2 separate regions of the Sus scrofa genome follow, and region 2 is linked to region 1. Evidence: chromatin contacts called from public HiChIP or PLAC-seq data. All regions are on one chromosome and are shown on one strand. Each heading gives the region's core, a stretch centred on a gene start, on an enhancer-like site or on the middle of the called end of the contact. The rest is flanking DNA. Distances are from core to core; before and after follow the strand shown. Region 1 holds the start of RNF150 (RING finger protein 150). Region 2 overlaps RNF150 (RING finger protein 150).

Evidence for each region. HiChIP or PLAC-seq counts read pairs in DNA pulled down with a chosen protein or histone mark.
Region 2: a contact with region 1 is called in an H3K27ac HiChIP or PLAC-seq map of skeletal muscle. The contact joins the enhancer-like site here to the promoter of RNF150 in region 1. A contact is called at or near these places in 9 of 47 Hi-C or Micro-C datasets (embryonic fibroblasts, fetal heart ventricle, heart right ventricle and 4 more) and 1 of 2 datasets of contacts at active chromatin or transcription factors (skeletal muscle).

Annotation. Positions count from the first base shown.
Region 1 is chr8:86,085,466-86,090,960 of Sscrofa11.1, reverse strand. RNF150 (RING finger protein 150) reads right to left here and starts at 3,023. Exons shown (of 8, transcript XM_021101554.1): 1 at 1,779-3,023. The coding sequence starts at 2,277.
Region 2 is chr8:86,147,404-86,152,809 of Sscrofa11.1, reverse strand. The region is part of intron 1 of RNF150 (RING finger protein 150); the gene reads right to left. Among named protein-coding and RNA genes, the nearest start is that of RNF150, 62 kb to the right of the region's middle. Within about 2 kb of position 3,674, at least 6 of the 83 cell types and tissues checked have an H3K27ac peak or open chromatin away from gene starts, as enhancers often do. A contact at or near this core is called in skeletal muscle, where this site is marked.

The DNA.
Region 1 (5,495 bases), core at 1,774-4,273:
GCCATTAATTGATCCAATGTGTTGGCAGTTCTGAAGAATCTTTTCAGACAGGGATGAACGATGCCTCTTACTTTGTGTTCGAAGCCGGTGAGTTTGGTTTCACGCCTATGCTCAAAGAAACATGCAAAGGATCCTGCAAAGTCAGCTATCAATCTTCTTGGAGTTTCAAGAACAACAACAACAGAAAAATCTTCCTTCACACTCCCCCCACTGAAGTTTAGATACTAAATATGTTTTCAAAGGTACTCTACATGTCTTAAAATGCTCTTCTACAGACCTCCAAATTCTTCAATATTATAAAGTTTAATTCATGCTCTATGGCTCAAAATCAGAGTACCATCTCTTGCCTACAAAACTCAAGAAACTGTATCAAACGTTCCTCAATGTCTATCCTAACTATTCTAAGAAGTTAACTGCTTCTGCCCCTCTTCAATAACTAATGCACTGCATTGTTTTTGGCCCATGTCTTGGCATTGGACTTCCCCCACCCCACCTGTCTGAGTTAGGTCTCACAAGTTCCTTGTCTAAAACAGCTGGTGTTGAAGACCAGAGGCAAATCAACTTATATTTCCCTAATAGGTGACATGAGCTCTAGGAATGTACCCCCAAGTACCCCGCCCATGTGGCCAAAGCTTGGTACTCCATTTCAATAGCATGACTGTTTATCTTAAAAGCTAGATTTTAATAATGTTTTTGATTAGGAGACTCCAGTCAGAAAACACATCTGCAACTTCTATTCTCTCCTCCTCCCTCCGGATGCCACAGCCTCAACCCAGCAACTCCTCTGGGGAAAGAGGGCAAGGTTCTCCGGGGTACTGAAGCAACAAGCCACCCTGGACTTGAGGTGAGGCTGCTGAACCGAACTGCTTCTGCTGACAAGCCTGGAGAGGACTTGTTGTTCCTACCAGGCCCGGGGAGAGACAGCGAGTTTTAGGGCAGTCATGGATTTCTAGTCCAGGCACCCTGCGACCATTAGGAAAAGCTTATTCTTTCTACCCTGAGAAAAAATTCCATTCTCGCCATAAAGAAAACATTCAGCATATTTAAGCAGGCAAAAGATAATGCAATACTGGAAAAGCCGGCATAACTTTATGGCCACCAGCTCTTCTTGGGTTGTTGTGGGATTGTTATTATTTACCATCATGACCGCCTGTCAGCTTCTCCGGATGACAGCCTGGCAGAGCACAGGATTTTCAGTATTATTTATGACGTGCGTCAACCCAGTGGGTGGCGGGGGTTACTCTTAATCTCCCACGAAGAGCTGAAACCCGACTTGAGCAAGTTAGCAGTGGCAAGCGCCAGCGCTGGTAACCCTACCCACCTCCTGATACACAAACGCCACGCCGGCAGCAGTATACCTGATGCACAAACCCAAGTGCAGAGCTGGGTTATCAGATCTACCGGTTCCAAACAGGTGCCGGGCCGTCACTGGCCTAAAACAACAACCGAGCTCTGTCCCCCGTCCCCCACCTTCCAGATCGGACTCGGAAAAGTTAGTCCAGCACCCCTGGGCCAAGCCTGGTCCGAGTGGCACAAGGCGAAATGGAACACACTCTCTGGTTCCTCCCCGCATCCCATGCAGTTAGCCCACTCTTTGGAGACCCCACGAAGTAACACATAGCAAAACTTAGTAGGTTCAAGGAACAGAAACGCGGCTTTCGCAAAGCACAGACTTTCCAGAAAGGAGCTAGGAGGGAGAGGCGGGCGCTGGGTCCTTCTCGGCGTCTCCATCCTTCTCGGGCTCCCCTCCCCCGCCCCGCGCCCGCCGAGCCTCTTACCTGCGTGGGACATGGTGATGGTCTCGTTGGTGTTGGAGCCCACGTTGAAGATAACCACGGCGGAGGCGTTCTGCAGGAAGGCGTTCCGGATCTTATCCCTGTAGGTGCAGTTGCCCTTGGGGATGAGGGCTATCCAGTTCTTGCCGTGGGCCGGGGCGGCGAACTTAGTGTTGGGGTCGCAGGCCAGGCGGTCGTGGGCCGAGCTGGCCATGACCACCTCCCCGCGGGCGTCCTGCTTGGGCGAGTGCTCCCCGTAGCGCCCGCACTCGGTCTTCTCCGTGTGCAGCTCCGCGGCGAATCCGCCGCCGCCGCCGCCGCCCGCCGCCCCAGCCCCGGGGTCCGGCGCGGGCTCCGCGTAGGTGATGTTCACAAAGGCGGTGTACCATTCCTCCTTCTCGGCCACGGTGAAGTCCAGGCAGAGCAGATGCACGAAACAAAAGGAAAGCAGCCATGTTGAGAGAGCCAGGCTGCGGCACGCTTGGATGAGAGACATTGCCATCTTTATCCGCCGGGTCCCCCTCCCCGCCCCCCGCGCGCTCCCCCCGCGCCGTCCCTCCTCCCTGGCCCTGGCCAACCCCGGGCTGGCCGCTTCTCCTCCTCCTGCTACCGCTCCTGCTCACTCCTGGGCCCGAGGGGCCGTGGCCGGGACGCGCAGCCGCCGCGGGGACCGGATTCCAGGCAAGCGGATGGCTGCGGCCCCTTCCCCTTTCAGCCGGAGCGCGGCGGTTGCATCTCGCTTTGCGGGCGCCGAAAGGGCGCAGGATGAGGGGGCGCTAGGGGCTTGCGACAGAGTCCAGCTGCCGAGCGTCTTGCTCCTTCGCCCGGCTTCTCCTGCTTTCGTAGAGGTGGCAGGGGGCCCAACAGCGTGCCGGGTGGCGGCCTGGCGTCCTGCAGCCCCGGCGGGGGCGGGGGCGGCTGCTTCCAGCCGGAGGTGCCGCCAAGGTGTCCCGGCCGCTGACGCTGAGCGCTCTGACGAGCGGGTCCCGCTCCGGGCGCGGCGGCCGACACTGCTGCGAGTCCCTCTGGCTGAGGGCGCTCCGCTCCTAGCCGCGCTGCTGGCTGCGCCCGGCACACACTTGCCTCGGGAGGGGCCGGCTCGCGGGTAGCGGGAGCAAGCGGCCGGAGAGAAGTACGCCGTCTGCGTGTGTGTGTGTCTGTATATGTTTGTGTGTGTGTCTAGTGTGTGCAAGGAGGAGCTTAGTGTGATGTCAAAGACTGGGCTTCGCGTGCCACGCTCCCTTGGTCTCTCTCTATGGGCAGCAGCGACCCCTGCCGGGTCTCAAATTCAAACCAATCAGCGACTTGGTCCAGGTGGAGGCAAAAAAGGAAGCGCCTCTTGCTTCCTGCGCTGTAAAAGTAGAGAAATGTGTGTGTCAGTTTTCCGAACTGCAGGAGGAACTGCGGTGAGCTCCCTAATTACCCGTCCTAGGGCCAGCGGGTAAGGCTAGTTGGTAGCGAGGTTCTTTCCAGCACCAGGCCCGGACTATCTAGAACAGTGCCTGTCAAGTCGAAGTGTACATCTGCGCCCCCTTTACCCATTCCGTATCTCTGGGGTGGGGCTCCAGAATTTGCTTTTCTAATGAATTTCCCGGTTATGCTGACGCTGCTTATCTAGGAACCACTCTATATTAGGGTGAGTATAGAAATGGGCTTCTTTCTTACCATCTGGCAGCAAGCATGTGACATTTGTTTTCCTATAGAATGAGTGTTTTCTGACTCTATAAGGAAAGAGATCAGGTGAGATATTTCCTCACTACTTATTCTGGTTGTTCTGACTGGTAACAGAGGACTTAGTATCAATAGGCAAAGCAGGTTTGTTTGGGTTATTATTGTCTACAGTGTATTGTCTAGTCTGGCATAGAGATCACAACTAGTCAACAGAGCGTACAGCCCCTCTAGAGTAGTGTTCTTAAAACTGTGATGTAGCATAGGTCTTTACCAACTAATGTTTGACTGGTTGTTATCTTTTCACACGGTCATGTTCCTTAGCTTGAGATACCTGCCCTGTAGTCTCGAAAACAATTTGCTTGATGGTTCATAATCACCCACATTTTACTTCCCAGCTGGCACAGAGCACTCCGAGGACCCACTTCATGATGAAAACAAACGTCCACCTTTTCCCCAGGACTTTAGTGTGTTTACAGAAATCTGTTAATGGCTGTCCATCAGCACAACTGCTCTTTTTCCAGCAGCAGTACAAATAGCTGGTAGCTGTTAGGGGAGAGCAAAGACTCCCAGCTGTACCCAAATTAGAAGCAGGCACAAGAAGAACCACTTAGAGGAATTTGTCCCTATGGTATTGGATGTGCTGGATTTGTGTGTTTCCCTAAACTTAGTCATTTTAGAAAATAGGCTTCTAGGCAATTGGGACAGTGCTTTTTATAGTGCCTAAAACCAAGAAGGTAAAAGTGGAGACTGCCTGGCTGCTCGTTTCTGAACCACCAGAGATCTGAGGGAAGTGTCCTTTGCCTAAAAAAGCCCAGTGAGGTTTTGTACAGATGCCTCACAAACCAAAGTGGTTCCCCATATCTCTCTATCTCTTAGTGATTTTCTTCCAGCCACAAAACTTGGTGAACCTGTGTCATTAAGAATGCATGACTATCCCTGCCCTTTCCTTCCCTTGGAAAAGTTAGAGGCTGAAGAGATGGAAGGATCAAGGAGATTCTTGATCTCCATCCTGCTTGGGAGACTGATTAATTACAGGGGCACTGGGCAAATAAGTGAAATATTAAATATCGTGGGAGCTGGATTTCTTAGTGCTGGAGAAGGAAATTCAAATATGGAATGATAGAAAGCTATTAAAAACCTCGAGGTGTTAGATTGGATCCAAAATGAGTGTGAAATCATGATATATATACCGCAGAGCTATTGTCATTCAGAAGCTAGAAAAAAATGGGCACAGTGGGTGGCCAGAAGATCTAGGTTTCTAAGTACTCTTCTCCATTAAATGGAACCAGGGCTGATTCTAGGGCTTGGGTTGGGAAAGTATGAAGTGATCTTGGAAACTCTTGTAAGAAGTGCTCAAAGCATGATGGAAATATGCAAAAAGGACACATGAGCCAGCTGGAAAGAGCTCCTACTGGTCAAATCTGGGATAAATAGACCACCAAAATAAATAATGATAGTAAGTGATTACAACCTGTTGGATAGAACAGTAGTCCATGAATGTATGCTAATATAAATGGATAAATAATGATGGAGTAAATAAATAAATGAAAAATAAGGGACAGCTCTTCTTTTATGGTTGATGGAAATAGTTAAGTCACCATTTGGCCATGTTGGTTGATTCTGGCAGGTCCTCAGTGGATGTTAAAGCTGGTGGGTGGATGTTTGAGCCAAAGCAGGATATTAACCTAGTCTTAAAGTATCTTCCAAAAAATTCTTATTGATTACAGGGGGGAAAAGGAGACTTCTTTGAAGAGAACCCTGGAAGACACCCAATTGGCCAGGTGATCAAGATAAACATCACCAGGAAGGGATCAAATCATATCAGGTGCCGCCAAACAAAAGTCCATGTGCCCTGCACAGAGTGAGGCCAAACAAACTGAAACATCGGAGTTTGAAACAGAGAAAGATTTATTGCAGGGCCAAGCACGAAGAATGGGTGGCTCAAACTAAAAAACCCTGAACTCCCTGATGGTTTGGGATGAGAAATTTTAAAGGCAAAATTTGGGATGAGGGCTACAGGGTGTGTGTCTTTCTTCTGATTGGTTGGTG
Region 2 (5,406 bases), core at 2,425-4,924, 61 kb before region 1:
AGTAAGATGGAAAATTGAGGTAATTCACCCAGAAATCTGAGATTTAAAGAATCTGGCTATTTTGAGAAAGTTCACAAGATAATAAAATATCATCTTTTATCTATAGAGTCACACCTTAGAATAAAATATACAGCTTCAGTGTGCTTGGTGTTCATATTTTTGGTTTCTAATATTTTAGCCAATTCTTTTGATTTCAGAGAAGAAAAGTATTGGATGAAAGCTAAAATTGATAACAAGCTATTTGATATTACAAAACTCTGAATATATGCTCTGCTATGTGAAGAAGCAGATCTATCTCCCAATGACAAAAAGAAATCATCTAGACTTATAAAATGTTATTGTAGCTTCCGCTGTATCATACATTATTTCTACATAGCTTATATTTCAATTCCAAGAATTCTATGTTTTACTGAAAATGTATTCATCTTCATGACTGAGAAAGCTGGCCATAAAACTCTGTTATAGATGTGATAAATTCATTTGAGGAATAAAAAAAAAACACCTCTGTTATATACAATCTATTTTAGGATAGGAGAGTCTATGGATTACTAGAGATAACTGTCTATAGTAATTACTATGATTACTCTGGGCAGTTGTCAGGAAAAGGGTAGACAGATCTGAAAATAAACACAGACATCAAGAGTAAAGTATAAGCAGGAGGGATGTAGGGGCTTTTTTTGCCTTATATTTGTGTTATGTACTAATGTAAATCATGTCACGATTGTAAGAAATCCAAAGGAAAAAGAGGATGCTTGCTATCACCCCTCAAATGCTGCTAGACCATGGATGTACATCCACATAAGACCCCACAGAGATATGCTGGACTCAGTTTCCATTTTGTGATGGCAAGGTTTCATTATTCTTCCCATACCATTTCAGAAAATAAATTTTGAGCTAGAGAACTATCTGCTCAAAACTTGGGGATAAATAAAATACACTCCTAAAGGATGCTTGGAAAAAGGAACTCATTAACACTAAATATTTCCTCATACTTAGACGGCAGCAAAAGAAATAATTCTTTAAAATAATCGGACTAGAGGCATGCACTATTTTAAGCCCAGTCTGGTCCCCAATAAACAAAATGCAATACTTCTAAAAGATGGGAGAAATGGAACACAATTCATATGAATGGGAAAATGGCACTGAACTCACTGTAAAAGAAATCTGACTTGTTTTAGAGAAAATTAGTTACAGTCTATATCAAAGAAAAAAGTCAAATTCTTATCACTGCTTCAAAGGAACCCTGGCAAAGGTCGGCTCACCTGGTTTAGAGGCCACAGTGGCTGCTACACATGAAAAAATTTAAGAAATAAAAGACTCATAAAAATGTAACACAAAGTATTTTATCTTACTTTAAATGAGTCATTAGCAAATCTGCTTATTATAGCATATTCCACCTACTCACAAAAGGATCTGAATTAAGCTGGCTCTATTTCAATTGATATAAATAAACCCAACGTCAAAAGTAAAGGAGATACCTCCCAAGGTATATAGATTTTAAACTTTATTGAAGCATTTAAGAAATGAGAATCAGATACTTATGAGCTGCAGAATTGTTATAAGCACACTAAATACTTTCCTCAAATAACCTGTAGTGGAGTTATCTTTCGATTTCTTTAAAAATTTGAAGATTTGGAAGACTTATTTTTATACTAGAGTAGAAAAACAAGCTGTTTAAAGGTGAAAAAACGACAATGAAATATATTACGCCCAAGGTAAAGTAAGATACAAAAGTGAAATAAAAACTATAGTAAAACCTATTTCTTAAATGGATGGAGTGAGGAGTTTTTCTTTTAGGTCTTATATAAGACTGATAATGTTTTAAGTTTGAATTATAAGAGAAACAAACACACACACACACACACACACACACTAGCCCTTTGGAAGGTATACAAGTGTATAAGACACGTGGGGTGCAAAATCACTCATAATACTATGCTTAGAAGCAGCACTTTTGAACAACATGGCATCCAGCCAGCTGACCTTGTTCCAAGGTACTGTTTAGATAGCTGGGATTCTACCATATAGGCATTCTATATTTTATAGATATTACATTTGTCATTTGAAGAAAATCTTTGTAGAGAGTTTCAATGCTCATTCATTCACAAATTTATACATATAAACATTGCATTAAATGCGTCATTAGCAAGTTAGTTTATTTATAGTATATCCCACCTAGCAGGTGGAAAGGATCTGAATCACATAGCTGCTACCTCAATTGATCAAAAACACATTTTAAAACTGAAGGAACTGCCTCTCTAAAGGACATGGATTTTAAATTCTACTTAAGCATACAAGGTTTACTTCTTCATCTCCCTTTCTGTCCTTACTGTTATGTAGGTGTGTCAAAGGTTTTATTTTATAATAAGTAAATGCAGACAAGTATCTTTGTACATAAACATTATTGCCTTAGGATAGACTCTCAAGAGTTTAAATTAGTAAGGTAAATAATATGAATTATTTTTAAAGTTCTTGATAAAAATAAGCAAACTATGTTCCTGAAAGACTGTGCCAGCTTACATTTCCACCAGTCATAGGTGCAAAGTGCTGGTTTGGAGCTGACATCGTTTATAATTCTTCAAGAAGGAGCTGATAAAACTAGGGCTATGAGCAAAAACAAACTGATTATTTACAACATGCTATGGACTCCGGGTACACACACACAAAAATACGATATTCTTTCCTTGGCAGATTTTACAAATCCTGTTTAGCATATGTATGCATCCCCTGCATGTGTGTGTGTGTGTGTGTGTGTGTGTGTGTCTGTGTACATGTACATGTGTCTGGGATGGTTGGGTGGTTTGTAATGACAAAATATGAATAACCAGTAGCCACACTCTTTTAGTTGAAGGTTTCAGCTTTAGCCTTTCTTGCTTATTGAACTCTAAGAACCACTTTACAATGAATCCATGACAAAAAGTCCTAAGCAACCAATTGGTGGCTCCATTAACGGAGTTAATCACAGTTAAAAAATGGACTCCTTTGATGTAACCAAATAACTTCAACATTTCTCAATTTTTTTTCTTCTGACTTTTAAAACTCTACTTAATAATCATAAAACACATATTGAACATTTGCTGTGTGTCAGATGCTATTCTAAGCACTAAGCCTACTTTAATTTAGTGCTGGCAACACCCCCATGAGTTCAGAACCATTAATTCCCCCATTTCACAAGAGAAAACAAAAGCCACACAGAAAGTAAAGGAGCAGAGGTGGCATGTGAATCTTTGTGGACTAAATAAGGAAACATACTCCAGTCTGCCTTTTACATGGTAGGCACGTGGAAAGTCTTAACCATCATTAGCTATGTGTGTTTCTGTTTTGACCTACAGGTTGTGAATACTGTGAAGTGAAGGGTTATGACTAGAATGTTTTATGTGTGGCTTTCCTCTATTAAAAACCTAATCAGTTATATTTCCATTATACGCCTTAAAAAGTCAATGACACAAAATAAAAGACAAAAACCAAAAGCAGTAACATGGGGGTGGGGGGGGTGGACATCAGTGAGGTGAGAGGTAGTTTCTCAAGGATTATTTGTTGAATTAAGGGCGAGGCAGAGGGTTTGACTGCAATGTGGCTTTATAAGCTGCAAGTTAAATACCCTGACAAGTCTTAAGTAAGTTCCTTGTATATCACAGGGCTAAAGGTCTCCAAATCAACCCGCTTCTCTGGTTTCACCAGTGAACCTTGCATCTGGGTTACTGTGACCTATGGTGTGGCCACCACAGGCTTGGGATCAGTGTGTGAAGAGCAGGGGCAGCAAAGGAAAGTGCCAGAGAGAAATTCATCACATAACGGGTTTCTGAATGTTCCTGACCCCTCTCAAAACAGGAAAACACTATTTTAAAATATTGAAACAGAAACCGTTTCTAGAATTAAATATAGGGGGCCAATAAACCCTTCCTGTTTGCAACATATTTTAAGTTTTCTATACCAGTGGCTGTTAGGTAACCACTAAGTGATGCCTCCTCATGAAAAGCGAGCTTTAAAACACAACAGATTAGGGTGTGTATGCTCTAAGAAGGAAGGAGTTCCTTATAATTCCTCCAAAGACAGACTAGACTCAGCAATGTAGTAATATTTCTCAAGAGCTCAAACGCTGGAAAAACTAGCCTTGAAACCTTAAGACCACTGCCTTATGAGGCAATGTTCACTCCAACTGTCTATCAAATTCTGATTCCTTCAGCAAACGTGCCCTCCATCTAACTACACAAAGTCGCGCAACGTCATATGATCTCCCAAATAGAGATGGCGCAGAACTAGCAAATCCATCTCCATCTGGATGCTGAAACTGGCTGGAATCCACTATCTTCATACAGCAACCTCAGAAAAGGCTTGTTTCCAGAAGCTGCTTGGGTCGAAATAACACATTGCAGGCATTTTCTCTGCATGGGTAGCAGCTTCACCTTCCCAATCTCTTCATTGTGATTATTTTCTAACCCTTCTCAATGCTATTTGACTCATCCGATCCAAGTGTATTCACTTCAGGAAGGTATGAATCAGCATGAAGTTCCTCCTCCTGCTGTTAAATTATTTCCTCTTATGACCCTTCTCCTCTGGATGCAGGAACATTAGAGCAAGGAGCCACTGTAAAAAGCTATCACCTGTTCTGTGTATGTGCAAAAATATCAATCCCTTCCTCAGTAATTTCAGTACACTACGAATTACACCTTACATTTCAGAAACAGGTGTCTCCATGATCTGTAAGTTCAGTTTATTCTTTGCAGCAATATCAACGCTTCTTTTCTGTGGAGAAGGTGTCAAAAGGGACCCCAAACTGCGAACAAGTGAGCAAAGAGCAAGTCAGATTCTGAAGTTTAATGTAAAAAAAGATACCAATGCCACCTTTATGGAACCTTTAAGTTCACACTTTCAAAATGTTTTAGACACAAATCCAGATATATCTTGATACTAAAGCAGTTATCCATATCAAGAACTCAGATTAAAAGTTTTTATTTTAAGTGAAGTTATACACGTTCTAAAGTTTTCTAAGCAAAAGGCTCTAGGACCTTAGTTAGCACTGGTCTGTGACAGTTTGTAAAACTAAAAGGCCTCTGCAATCTTAACTCTATCTGAATATTGTTACAAATGTTTGCAAAGCAGATCTTTCCCCCAAACACTAAACACATAAATAATGTAAAATATGTGGTTGACTTGGTTGACAAAACATAAATAATGTAAAATAGTTGGTTGACTATTAATGTAAATTAGCGTTAAGCCTGAATTATTAATACTGAGTACCCACTATACACAACATGTTTTTAAATAACTTCAGATTAATTAATTCCAAAGAGATCATCTTGCCTAATTCAGTTTTCACGTGGAACTGCTTTAATAACAGATAAAATAGTTTGCTTAAAATACCAATTTCTTATTATTTGTAAAAGAATGCAGATAGAGTAATCA